Linked DNA regions of Sus scrofa: region 1 is linked to region 2. The links are chromatin contacts, called in public Hi-C maps. All regions are on one chromosome and are shown on one strand. Each heading gives the region's core, a stretch centred on a gene start, on an enhancer-like site or on the middle of the called end of the contact. The rest is flanking DNA. Distances are from core to core; before and after follow the strand shown.

Evidence for each region. Hi-C and Micro-C count contacts between places; a contact is called where the count stands out from the background.
Region 1: a contact with region 2 is called in a Hi-C map of fibroblasts, with 2.4 times the contacts expected there. The contact joins the promoter of WASHC5 here to the enhancer-like site in region 2. A contact is called at or near these places in 2 of 5 promoter capture datasets (fetal liver and liver), 2 of 47 Hi-C or Micro-C datasets (alveolar macrophages and fibroblasts) and 1 of 2 datasets of contacts at active chromatin or transcription factors (alveolar macrophages).

What each region holds. Positions count from the first base shown.
Region 1 is chr4:14,596,319-14,601,419 of Sscrofa11.1, reverse strand. WASHC5 (WASH complex subunit 5) reads right to left here and starts at 3,287. Exons shown (of 29, transcript XM_021088931.1): 1 at 3,092-3,287. It overlaps NSMCE2 (E3 SUMO-protein ligase NSE2), which reads left to right and starts at 3,228. Exons shown (of 7, transcript XM_021088938.1): 1 at 3,228-3,356.
Region 2 is chr4:14,083,867-14,089,323 of Sscrofa11.1, reverse strand. The region is part of intron 8 of LOC102165543 (a long non-coding RNA gene); the gene reads right to left. Among named protein-coding and RNA genes, the nearest start is that of TRIB1, 210 kb to the left of the region's middle. Within about 2 kb of position 4,168, at least 10 of the 83 cell types and tissues checked have an H3K27ac peak or open chromatin away from gene starts, as enhancers often do. A contact at or near this core is called in alveolar macrophages, where this site is marked.

The DNA of each region.
Region 1 (5,101 bases), core at 2,038-4,537, 510 kb before region 2:
AGCCCCAGGGTAGAAATGTGCTAAGGAATAGCAAAGTAGTTGAAGTGGCTGGTGGGGAATGAGCCAGGGACTGAAGTAGAGATAGAAGAGGGAGAGATGGTTCCCCAGGCATTTGCTGAGAAACCACTACAGTTGTTCAGAACCCTCTCTCATGAGGGTACCCTATAATAGACATTAAGGCATAAATTATTAACCACTGTTTCAGTTTTCTCTGTGATGCCTGCTCGTTAAGCTACATTGATCTCTAATGGGCTGAATTTGAGAAAATTTTCATTTCACTCTTCCCACTGAAATGGCCTGGCATGGAAAATGGAGCAAGAAAAAAAGGGAACATAAAGGAAAATGTGAACAAAAGTCACCTGTAGTCCTCTGAAGACGACCAGATAGATTAACCCAGGTCTCAGGAGGATGAAACTCTAGACTCAATTCAGAGATGAGGTCTAACTGCTATCAGATTTTGGATACCACGATAGGACACACAGTATGGCCAAGGGGAAAACAGCTTAAAGCAAAGCAAGACCTGTCTTCTTTCCCAACTAACAGCTGGACAGACACACTCAGCACCTGTATGCAGGTGGTCAGGGAGTCTTAGGCCTAGGATAATGGCATAAGGCAAGGCTTTTGTGTGTCTCATTTTTTTTTTTTTTTCTGGTCTTTTGCCATTTCTTGGGCCGCTCCCGTGGCATACGGAGTTCCCGGGCTAGGGGTCGAATCGGAGCTGTAGCTGACAGCCTACACCAGAGCCATAGCAACATGGGATCTGAGCCACGTCTGCAAGCAACACCACAGCTCATGGCAACGCCGGATCCTTAACCCACTGAGCAAGGCCAGGGATCGAACCTGCAACCTCATAGTTCCTAGTCGGATTCATCAACCACTGCACCACGACGGGAACTCCTCATTTTTTTTTTTTAATTTATTTATTTTTGTCTTTTTAGGGCCGCACCTGTTCACCATATGGAAGTTCCCAGGCTAGGGGTTGAAACAGAGCTACAGCTGCTGGCTTATGCCAGAGCCACAGCAACGCCAGATCAGAGCCGCCTTTGTGACCTACCCCACAGCTCACGGCAACACCGGATCCTCAACCCCCTGAGCGAGCCCAGGAATCGAACCCACAACCTCACAGTTCCTAGTCGGATTCATTTCCACTGTGCCTGACGGGAACTCCTGTGTGTCTCTTGTTTTAATCTGTAAATTCTTAACCAAGAGTTACACTTCAAACAGCTAACAAAATATTAGTTAGCTAAAGTCTTTGGTAAATAGCCCCACGGTTGGCTGAAAAACTGGTCCTAAAGTCCAGGATCTGGCATTCCCATTGTGGCTCAGCGATAATGAGCATGAGCTGTGGTATAGGTCGCAGATGCGGCTTGGATTCTAATTGACCCCTGGCCTGGGAATTTCTATATGCTGCAGGTGTGGTCCTTTTAAAAAAAGAAAAGAACAGAATCTAAGAAGCACCCTTAAAGATGCCTAATAATGCTGCAGTGATTTCAAAGGCAAATGGTTTTATAGAAGGTGTTAGGACTTAGCTGAGATGAAAAAAAAAATCACTCTAGAATAAGGTGCAAATAAACATGGTAGAAGAAACTATATCAAATCTTCATTTCAGAGGTTTTCCCAGTGCTAGGGATGAAGACAATTCATCAAGACCAGTTTCCTCAATATAGGCTGTCCTATTATTTGGCATGAAATGAAACCAGAGATCCCACTCAATTTCCTAGGAAAATTAGGCATCTAGAAAAGTGGTCATAACTTCATTTTCAAGAATTTGGTATGGAATTATGATTTTAATTTGGAAAGTAATTCTAGTCAAAAGGCAACAGACTTTCAAGAATGAAGCATGACAGCATCATAACAATTACCAAATGAGTAAGGAGTTGAATTCTGAAAATTAAATTACCCTGGGAGGAACCACTCTTTAGCCGAGGACAAAAAAAAAAAAGTCTTTTCTAAGGCTACACTCACAGCATATGGAGATTCCCAGGCTAGGGGTCTAATCAGAGCTATAGCCGCCAGCCTACGCCACAGCAACGCGGGATCTGAGTCTGCGACCTACACCACACGGCAACGCCAGATCCTTAACCCACTGAGCAAGGCCAGGGATCGAACCCTCATCCTCTCGGATCCTAGTCGTCTCCGTTAACCACTGCGCCACGATGGGAACTCCAAGAAAATCTTTATTAGAGGACAAAAGAAGACCTATTTTTATCCTCTCATAAAATCTCAGTTCCATAAAGAAGGAAGCACTGGTTTCCATCGATCTATTAGTAGGTACAAACTACAGTGGCCCTTGATCAGGTTAAAAAGGAACAGCACATCTCTTCCAGAAAAGTTCTAAAATGATCCTAATCACTCTGGCCTGATTCATGAATCCCGATAAATAAGAAAAACCATAAGGTGTTTGTTGTGGGCAGAGGCAGTAAAGCCTCTCCCTCCTCGCCTCCAACCCCGTTTCACCTATGGTGTAGGGAAGTTCCACACACTTGGAATCAGGAGACAAGGATCCATTATCCGCTCGGTTAAACCCCCGGCCCCCGCCGCCGCGCCTGTCGCTCCCGTTAACGGGGGAGTTCGTTAATGACCACAGACAAATCAGGACCTTCGGAACTATTTCTCGAAATGAAAAGGACTTTGATATGTCATAGGTAAGGGAATTAAGGTGCAAAAGAGGAGCAATGATTTGCCCAAACTCACAGTCCATGACAGAAATAGAATTCAAAGCCAGGTCCGTCAGATTGTAAAAGCCCGCACCAACCACTCGATTTTCTTGAGTGTAAGTGGAGAAATATCGACGTCCATACACCACTGCTCCCAGGAACTTGGAAGGACACGATGCTGGCCAAGTAGCTGAACATCACTTTCTAAAGCGCCAAAGCGCGTGAAAAATTGCTTCCACCTGAGTGGAGATGCAGAGCCTGGATTGCAGCCGCAGCCGCAGCCGCAGCCCCAGTAAAACCCTCATTCCTCCAGGCCAGGCTGTCCCATCCAGACCCCACCCCACGCCGCAGAAGCACCCCTGGCCAGAGCGGCCCAGCCCCGGGGCGGCGGGGAACGTGAAAGGAGGAGGCGCGCGCACCCCGCCCCGACTCACCTGTCCCCCGGGCCGCTCCAGGGCGCACGCGCAAGGCCGGCGGTCTAGCGCGGAGTCAGCACCCCGGCCCCCACCTCTTTGCCTCCGCAGGGGTCCTCTTCAGTCCCCCGCCCTGGCTCCAGAGCCGGCTGGACCCCGGCTTCCGCCCCTGGCTCCCTGGGCAGTCACATGACAAAGGGGCGGAGAGTGGGGCGGGGCATCATGTGACCACTCGCCGTCGACGACTGATGACGCCTGAGCCCGCGCTCGCTGTTTCAGCGACAGGGTAAGGGAGTTAAGGAAGGAGTTGGGGTTCGGGGTGCGAAGTCAGGGCGCAGCCAGGCAGAGGTACATCGGGGAGCCAGGTACGGCTGGAGCGGGGGATGGCGATGGGGAGGGTGATGGGGGGTGTCGTCTCCCTCTCGGGCGCTCCGCGGGTGCCCTGAGCTGTGGTTTGTGGACCTGGGTTATGGTCCTAGATCTGTTTACGCCACAGGAATGAGGTAGGGGCCGTTTACCTCCCTCTCCAAGACGCCGTCTCTACATCCTTGGGTTCTCAGTACGTAGGGGCAAAGATCACGAATTCTTTTTTTATTTTTATTGAAGTATAGGTGATTTACAGTGTGGCGTTAGTTTCTGGTGTACAGCAAAGTGGTCAGTTATGCATATACTTTTTCAGATTTTTCGGTTATAGGTTATTGAGATACTGAATAAAGTTCCCTGTGCTATACAGTAGGACCTTGTTGTTTATTTTATATATAGTAGTGTGAGACCATGAATTCTTGATCGAAGTAAATGTAGTTTGAGCTAGCTTTCTAAGCAGGGCCTTGGGAAGATCTTTAATTAAACTCTGGGCATCAGTTTCCTTTTCTATAAACGGTGGTAGGATTAATGATAATGAGAATGGAAGAAAGCCTAGGGCACCAGTTTATAACATACTGTAGGGGACCCAGCAATGACGGTTTCTTTTATTCTGTAACTCTCCCAAATCTTTATTTGATTGCCTATTTTTGTGTGAGGAGCTGTTTTATGTTGAGTAGAATATGTCAGAATTCTAGTTTTAAGTTGCTTCCAGGGCGAAAGAGTGGCAGACATGTGAGCAAATAATTGTGGTGAGTTTTATAATACAAGTTTGTGTGTGAGAGGGAGAGAAAGAGAGAGAGAGATAGGGATAGTGGTAGCATGAGGGAGAGAACAAGCAGTTGCTTGTATGGATAAGAGAAGGCTTCAGAAAGATGTAACCTTGCGTATTGAAAAAGAAGATACAGCTCTGGTGGAACTTGTGTAGGCCCCTAAGAATTTAAAGGAGTATCAGTATTTAAATTATTTGATCTGTGCTTATTACTTTCTGTACAAAAAGATGAGAGGAGGGAACAGAGAAATATTTTTATTTTTACCTAATAATTGGCCCCATCTAGAGAGAATCTTATGAATGTTTCTATCCTATCTCCACTCCCCACCGCCCCATCCATATGTTGAATTCCGAATGCCAGGGTGATGGTATTAGGAGGGAGCGGATGTGGGAAGTGCTTAAATCTTGAGGATGGAGGTCTCCTGGAGAGCTGCTCCCTTGTGCCTTTTACCATTTGACAACACAGAGCTAGAACTAGAAGGCCCTGGCCATGAACCACAGGAAGAGGGCCTTCATCAGAACGTGACTGTGCTGGTGCTTTGACCTTGGACCCACTCTCCAGAACTGAGAAATGTTTCTATTGTGTATAAGTTACTGTGTCTGTGGGTGACTGTGCTGGTGCCTTGACCTTGGACCCACTCTCCAGAACTGAGAAATGTTTCTATTGTGTATAAGTTACTGTGTCTGTGGTATTTTGTTAAAACAGCACTAACTGACAAAGGCTTGTTAGGGTAGGCAACATAACCTGCTAGGGAAAAACTCAGGGGGTGTATAACCTTGCTTTAAACTTTCTTTGAGGAATTCCCATTGTGGCTCAGAGCTTAACGAATCCGACTAGGAACCATGAGGTTGCGGGTTCGATCCCTGGCCTTGCTTAGTGGGTTAAGGATCTGGCGTTG
Region 2 (5,457 bases), core at 2,919-5,418:
TGGTTTTGTGTCTGTGTGTGTTTCAATGACATGAAAGGGACTTCTTAAGCAATCTTTTGGAACATCTAGGTTATTGCTCTGGCATTTATGCCTCTTGTGGTTGATGCTAATGGAATCTGTTCAAAGACTTTAGTGTGGAGGATTCTAGAATTGTTAAATAAGCTAAAGCTTTCCCGGCACAGAAGAGGGGAAACATGAGTGCAGGACCACACACAGTGGCCTCCGCAGCTGTGGCAGACATGGTTCGTGCCACCCAGCAGTTGTTTTCTCCCCGATATTTCACAGGTGCCCCCAGAATCAGGTTGGAGCCCCATGACAATTTCTTACTAGTGGATGATGAGCAGGGGGAGGAGCTGATGGGGCTCTGATGTCCCTTTCTTCCTCTGCCATGGCAGCCTTAGACGCTGCTGCTCCAGAAGCAAAATGACAAGATGGAGAACTTTTGACCCATGCTCTTATCTTATGCCTGAAGATTAAAGTAATATGATAAGGAGTTTCCTTCATGGCTCAGTGGTTAATGAATCCGACTAGGAACCATGAGGTTTCAGGTTCGATCCCTGGCCTTGCTCAGTGGGTTGAAGATCCAGCATTGCCATGAGCTGTGGTGTAGGTCTCAGATGTGGCTCCGATCCAGTGTTGTGGTGGCTCTGGTGTAGGCTGGCGCTACAGCTCCAATTAGACCCCTAGCCTGGGAACCTCCATATGCCGCAGGTTCGGCCCTAGCAAAGAAAAAAAGACAAAAATAAATAAATAAATAAAGTAATATGATAATCCACAGAGATTTCCAGATTCTTCTCCATCCTGACTAATATGCCAACCTCTCAAGGCCAAGGGCCTTTTTTTGGAATATGGTGATTAGACCAGCTGTCTCATGACATCCTCAGGAGCAGAGTGTCTGGATTTCAGGCATGGCCTTCAGTGGCTCTTTTATGGGTAAGCTGGGATCTTTTTCAGACAAATTGGGGTCACAAGCACTGAATGATAACACAGTTACATGGATTCTAAGTTATCTGAATAACCATTTACCCAAATGTTCTCATTAGCAAATCGACAGGAGCCTCAGGAGGAGGTATTACGGCCATATTCCCTGCTATAAGTTAGTCAGCAGTTTAATCAATGGCCTGGGTAAAGACAGAGATCCTGTTTTTTAAGTCTGTGTGTTCACCACAGAGAAGGGAGACACACAGTGTGTCTTTTTTTTTGGGGCTTTTTGCCATTTCTTGGGCCGCTCCCGCGGCTTCCGCGGCATATGGATGTTCCCAGGCTAGGGGTGAATCGAGCTATAGCCACCGGCCTTCACCAGAGCCACAGCAACTCGGGATCCGAGCCACGTCTGCAACCTACACCACAGCTCATGGCAACGCCGGATCATTAACCTACTGAGCAAGGGCAGGGATCGAACCCGAAACCTCATGGTTCCTAGTCGGATTCGTTAACCACAGAGCCACGACGGGAACTTCTTTTGTGTGTGGTGTGTGTGTGGTGTGTGTGTGTGTGTGTGTGTGGCTTGATGGAGGAAGTCAGAGCACAACTGTGGCAGCTCCGAACAACGAGCTTACTATGACACAATGGGAGAAAAGCATCACATAGGAATATGTAACGTGTAGATATGAACTCCAGAATGACAAGAGAGGAGGGATGAAGTTTAAGGGCATTTTGAAAACAGCTATAAAAAGATGAAGATGACGGTTTAGGAGGCGGGATGGGGAGAGAGGGGGAAAGCACAGGTGGTCTTGCAGCTGAAACTCAGCCTCTGTTCACTGGTGCCAAATCGAAACTTGGAGACAGAATTTTGGGCAAAGGAGAAAAAAGTAGCGTTTATTGCTTTGCCAGGCAAAGGAGGCTATAGAAGGCTAATGCTCTAAAACCTGTGTCCCTTTATGGGAAAGCATGGGAGGTGGTTTTATATTTGGGGAGTGAAAAATAGGGCTCGGGGATAAGGATCGGGATAGATGCAAGTTTGTATTCTTCAAAGCTGGTGCTTAGCTGCCTCAGAAGGTGGTTCTCCTTTCTAGAAGGAAGAATCCTTTATCTAGTAGTTAACATCTTTCCTGTGGAGGGTTTGGTTCTGCAGAAGAACTCATAGATATTGTTCTGTATATTCCTTATTGTTACGCATATTCCTTGAGGAGGAAGCAGGACCCTGCCCCGAGGCTGCACTGTTATCTCTCAACTGCTCCTTCCTGGTCTCCACATCCCTGCCCTTCCCTCATCAGCAACTGAATCTATCCTTTGGAACTCAGGGAGGGTCATGGAGGCTGAAAGAGGCCTATGTCCTAAAAGCAAGAATGGGGGACTAAAGGCCTTTGTGCCCAGGAGTTCCCCAGGATCCTGCTCGGTTTCAGTCTGTGGTTCAGTTGAAAAAGTTTCCAATTCCTTTAATAAAGTTGAACCCAGATCATTCAAAGCTGTCAATGAAAGGAGACTCTTCATGAAGAGGTGCTGGCTGTCAGAACAGTTAGAAATTTAATTCTACCTGAATCTAAATGGAGTATAGGAAAATGTGTAGCTGTGGGAATTAAGGCTGGGAGGTGGTTTGGGGTTAAAAGGTGAAGAGCCCTGAATGCCATGCCTGAGACAGTGAATTTCAGGCAGTGGGGAGCCATGGACAATATTTGAGAGAGGGAGTGATGTGGTGTGATCCAGTTACGTTTTAGTCTTCTTTCCATTGCCAGCGTCCAGTCTCTCCTTTCTTTCTAGCAGGTTGGAGGCTACTGGTGAGGTTATTTGTCTTTCAGAAGACAAAGCTAGTTTGCTTCAAAGCCATGTTGACCAAAAAGTGTTCCCTGGATCAACAGCCCCGTGTGATTGGTCATGAAAAAAGGATTCATGGTTCTAGGAGATTTATAATTGTATGTTACCTGTTAAAGTTATGTTTTCCAGGAGTTCCTGTTGTGGAGCAATGGGATCGGCAGCATCTTGGGAGTGCTGGTGATAGGGATGGAGTAGACACAGGTAGTTTTAGAAGTCCCAATAAAGGACCACAGATAACTTAGGGTACTTTGGGAGATCACTTTAAGTAAATAAATTGCTCAAAAAAAGCCATTGGGAGATCACTTTAAGTAAATAAATTGCTCAAAAAAAGCTTGCTTCATTAGTGGAGTCTTGAGAATTGCCCCAGGTCGTTGGTGAGGGATGGACTGAGGCGTGCATTCATATTCAGACCAAGGGCAAGAGTTTGAGGACCACCCTTTTGCAGATTTGAATACACACCTTACCGGATACTAAGGAGGACTAGTACTCCCAGAAAGGAAGAGGAGGTCTTTTCCAACCCCCACTCTTCTTGGAGGATAAAACTGTAGCCCACCAGATCCTCAGGGCAGAACTTCTGTGCCTACCCACTTGCATCTCTCACAAGCGTCCTATCCTAATAAATCTATTTCTTGCCTATCACTTTGTCTCTTACTGAATTCCTTCTGTGTGGAGACATGAAGAACCTGAACCTCAGTGAGTCCAGACACAGGGTGAGTGATTCTAATTTAAAACCTTAGGTTCAAGTCCCATTCCGGGTTTAGGCTGGGTTCAGGCCGTTAATGCTGTCAGTTTCACTGGGACTCAGATTCAATCCTGGCCCAGCACAGTGGGTTAAGGATCTGCCGTTGCCACAGTCTTGCCTTGGTTCTGAGGCTGTGGCTTGGATCTAATCCCTGGTCTGGGAGCTCCATGTGCTGCAGGGCGGCCAAAAAAAAAAAAAGTGTGTTTTTCCAAAGTGACTTGAGGACAGTTTTTCTTGTAATTATCATTCTTTAAGCTAGTGTCCCACTGTTGCTTTTTAGGAACTGTTAGCCTAGAGACTTTGAGGTGCATAGGTGATCAGGCAACACTGAGACATTCTATGTGTATTCTATGACTTTAGAAATGCACTGGCCACTTTATGAGAAGAAGCCAAGCCATAGGAAAGGTTAAAGCGAGTGGAACTCCTCAAAGGATGGGTCCACAGGAAGATGAAGTTCCTGGTTCTGCACATATGTGTATTCACAGCTGAATACGGGTAATGTTCTTCAAAGTCACCAGGATACTTCACTACCTGCTACCGACGGCTTCCTCCTGTTAAGCCTGCTGAGTTCGGGATGGATGTTGCAGCTAAATTAAGACACCATGACTCACTGAGAGTCACCATGGTGAATGTGGGTGCTTATACATTTCCAAGGATTCCTCTCCTGGTTTAGTCATTCTGGAATGATTCAACATGTCCTCCAGGAGCTGAACATGACTCTGAGGTCAGACGGTGAACACTTGTTCTCAGCAGGTGGCTGATAGAGGGAGAGGGTACACGCGGATGGGCAGAGCTCACCAAGGGTGGACTCTGAGGTCATTCTTTGTGTCCGGTCTAGGATGCTATTTATTACATCTCCATTGGGATGACTATGTCCCTGTGAGCATGTCATTCACGGACTACGCTGCTGTGAGGTGTCAGCACACAGTTATCCCCATTGTAGACGGGGAATCGAGGGAAAGTGTTTTGCTGAAGACCATGGAATGGGTAAGCAGCTCATCTGGGACTTCTGGCAGGATCTCTCGACTCCAGGGCTCATTCTCATGTCCTGTCATATGCCTTTCACAAATGCTGAGGGCTGGGAGCCCCTTGGCCATTTGGAGCCATTGAAGTATACAGCCAACAGATACCGGGTAAGTCTTGAAGTCTTTGGATCTATTTTAGAAATGCAGAGCTGTCTCCCAGGGGAGCAAGTTCCAAAATAAAGTCCCAAAACATTCACAGAAAAAGTTAAAAAAAATTAACATCTTAAAATCACAAGATACATAATGTATTATTTAAATTTCAGTAAATACAGAAGTGCATGTACAAAATTCAACCTAATTCCACCACCCAGATTATCCTCATACTTTTGTAGTATTTCTTCCTGATTTTTCCCTCAGCATAGAATTGTTTCCTTTGATATCTTTATGAATATGTTTACTATCTTTGCTGAAATTGCACTTATTTATGATTATCTTTTCTTCATATAATTAAACATCCTTAAATATATTTTTAATGGCTTCATAGTGTGGATGTACCATAACCTCTTTAAGGTGATTTCTGAATTTTGAATATTTAGATTTTTATAATTTTTGTTAATACAAATTATACTGTTGCAGAAAATGTACTTAAAGGTATCTTTATAAAAATCTTCAAGTAATTGTCCTATGACTTTCTTTGGACATACTCCTGAAATGAGCATTTTGAAGATTCTTTTTTTTTTTCTAACAGCCACATTTGCAGCATGTGGAAGTTCCCAGGCTAGGGGTTGAATGGGAGCTGCAGCTGCCAGCCTATGCTACAGCCACAGCAACGCTGGGTCCGGATCACATCCACAATCTACACGGCAGCTTGTGGCAATTCAACCCACTGAGCGAGGCCAGGGATCAAACCTGTATCCTCAGGGACACTAAGTCGGGTTCTTAAGCCACTGAGCCACAATGGGAACTCCCGAAGATTATTTAGACATCTTCCCAGCA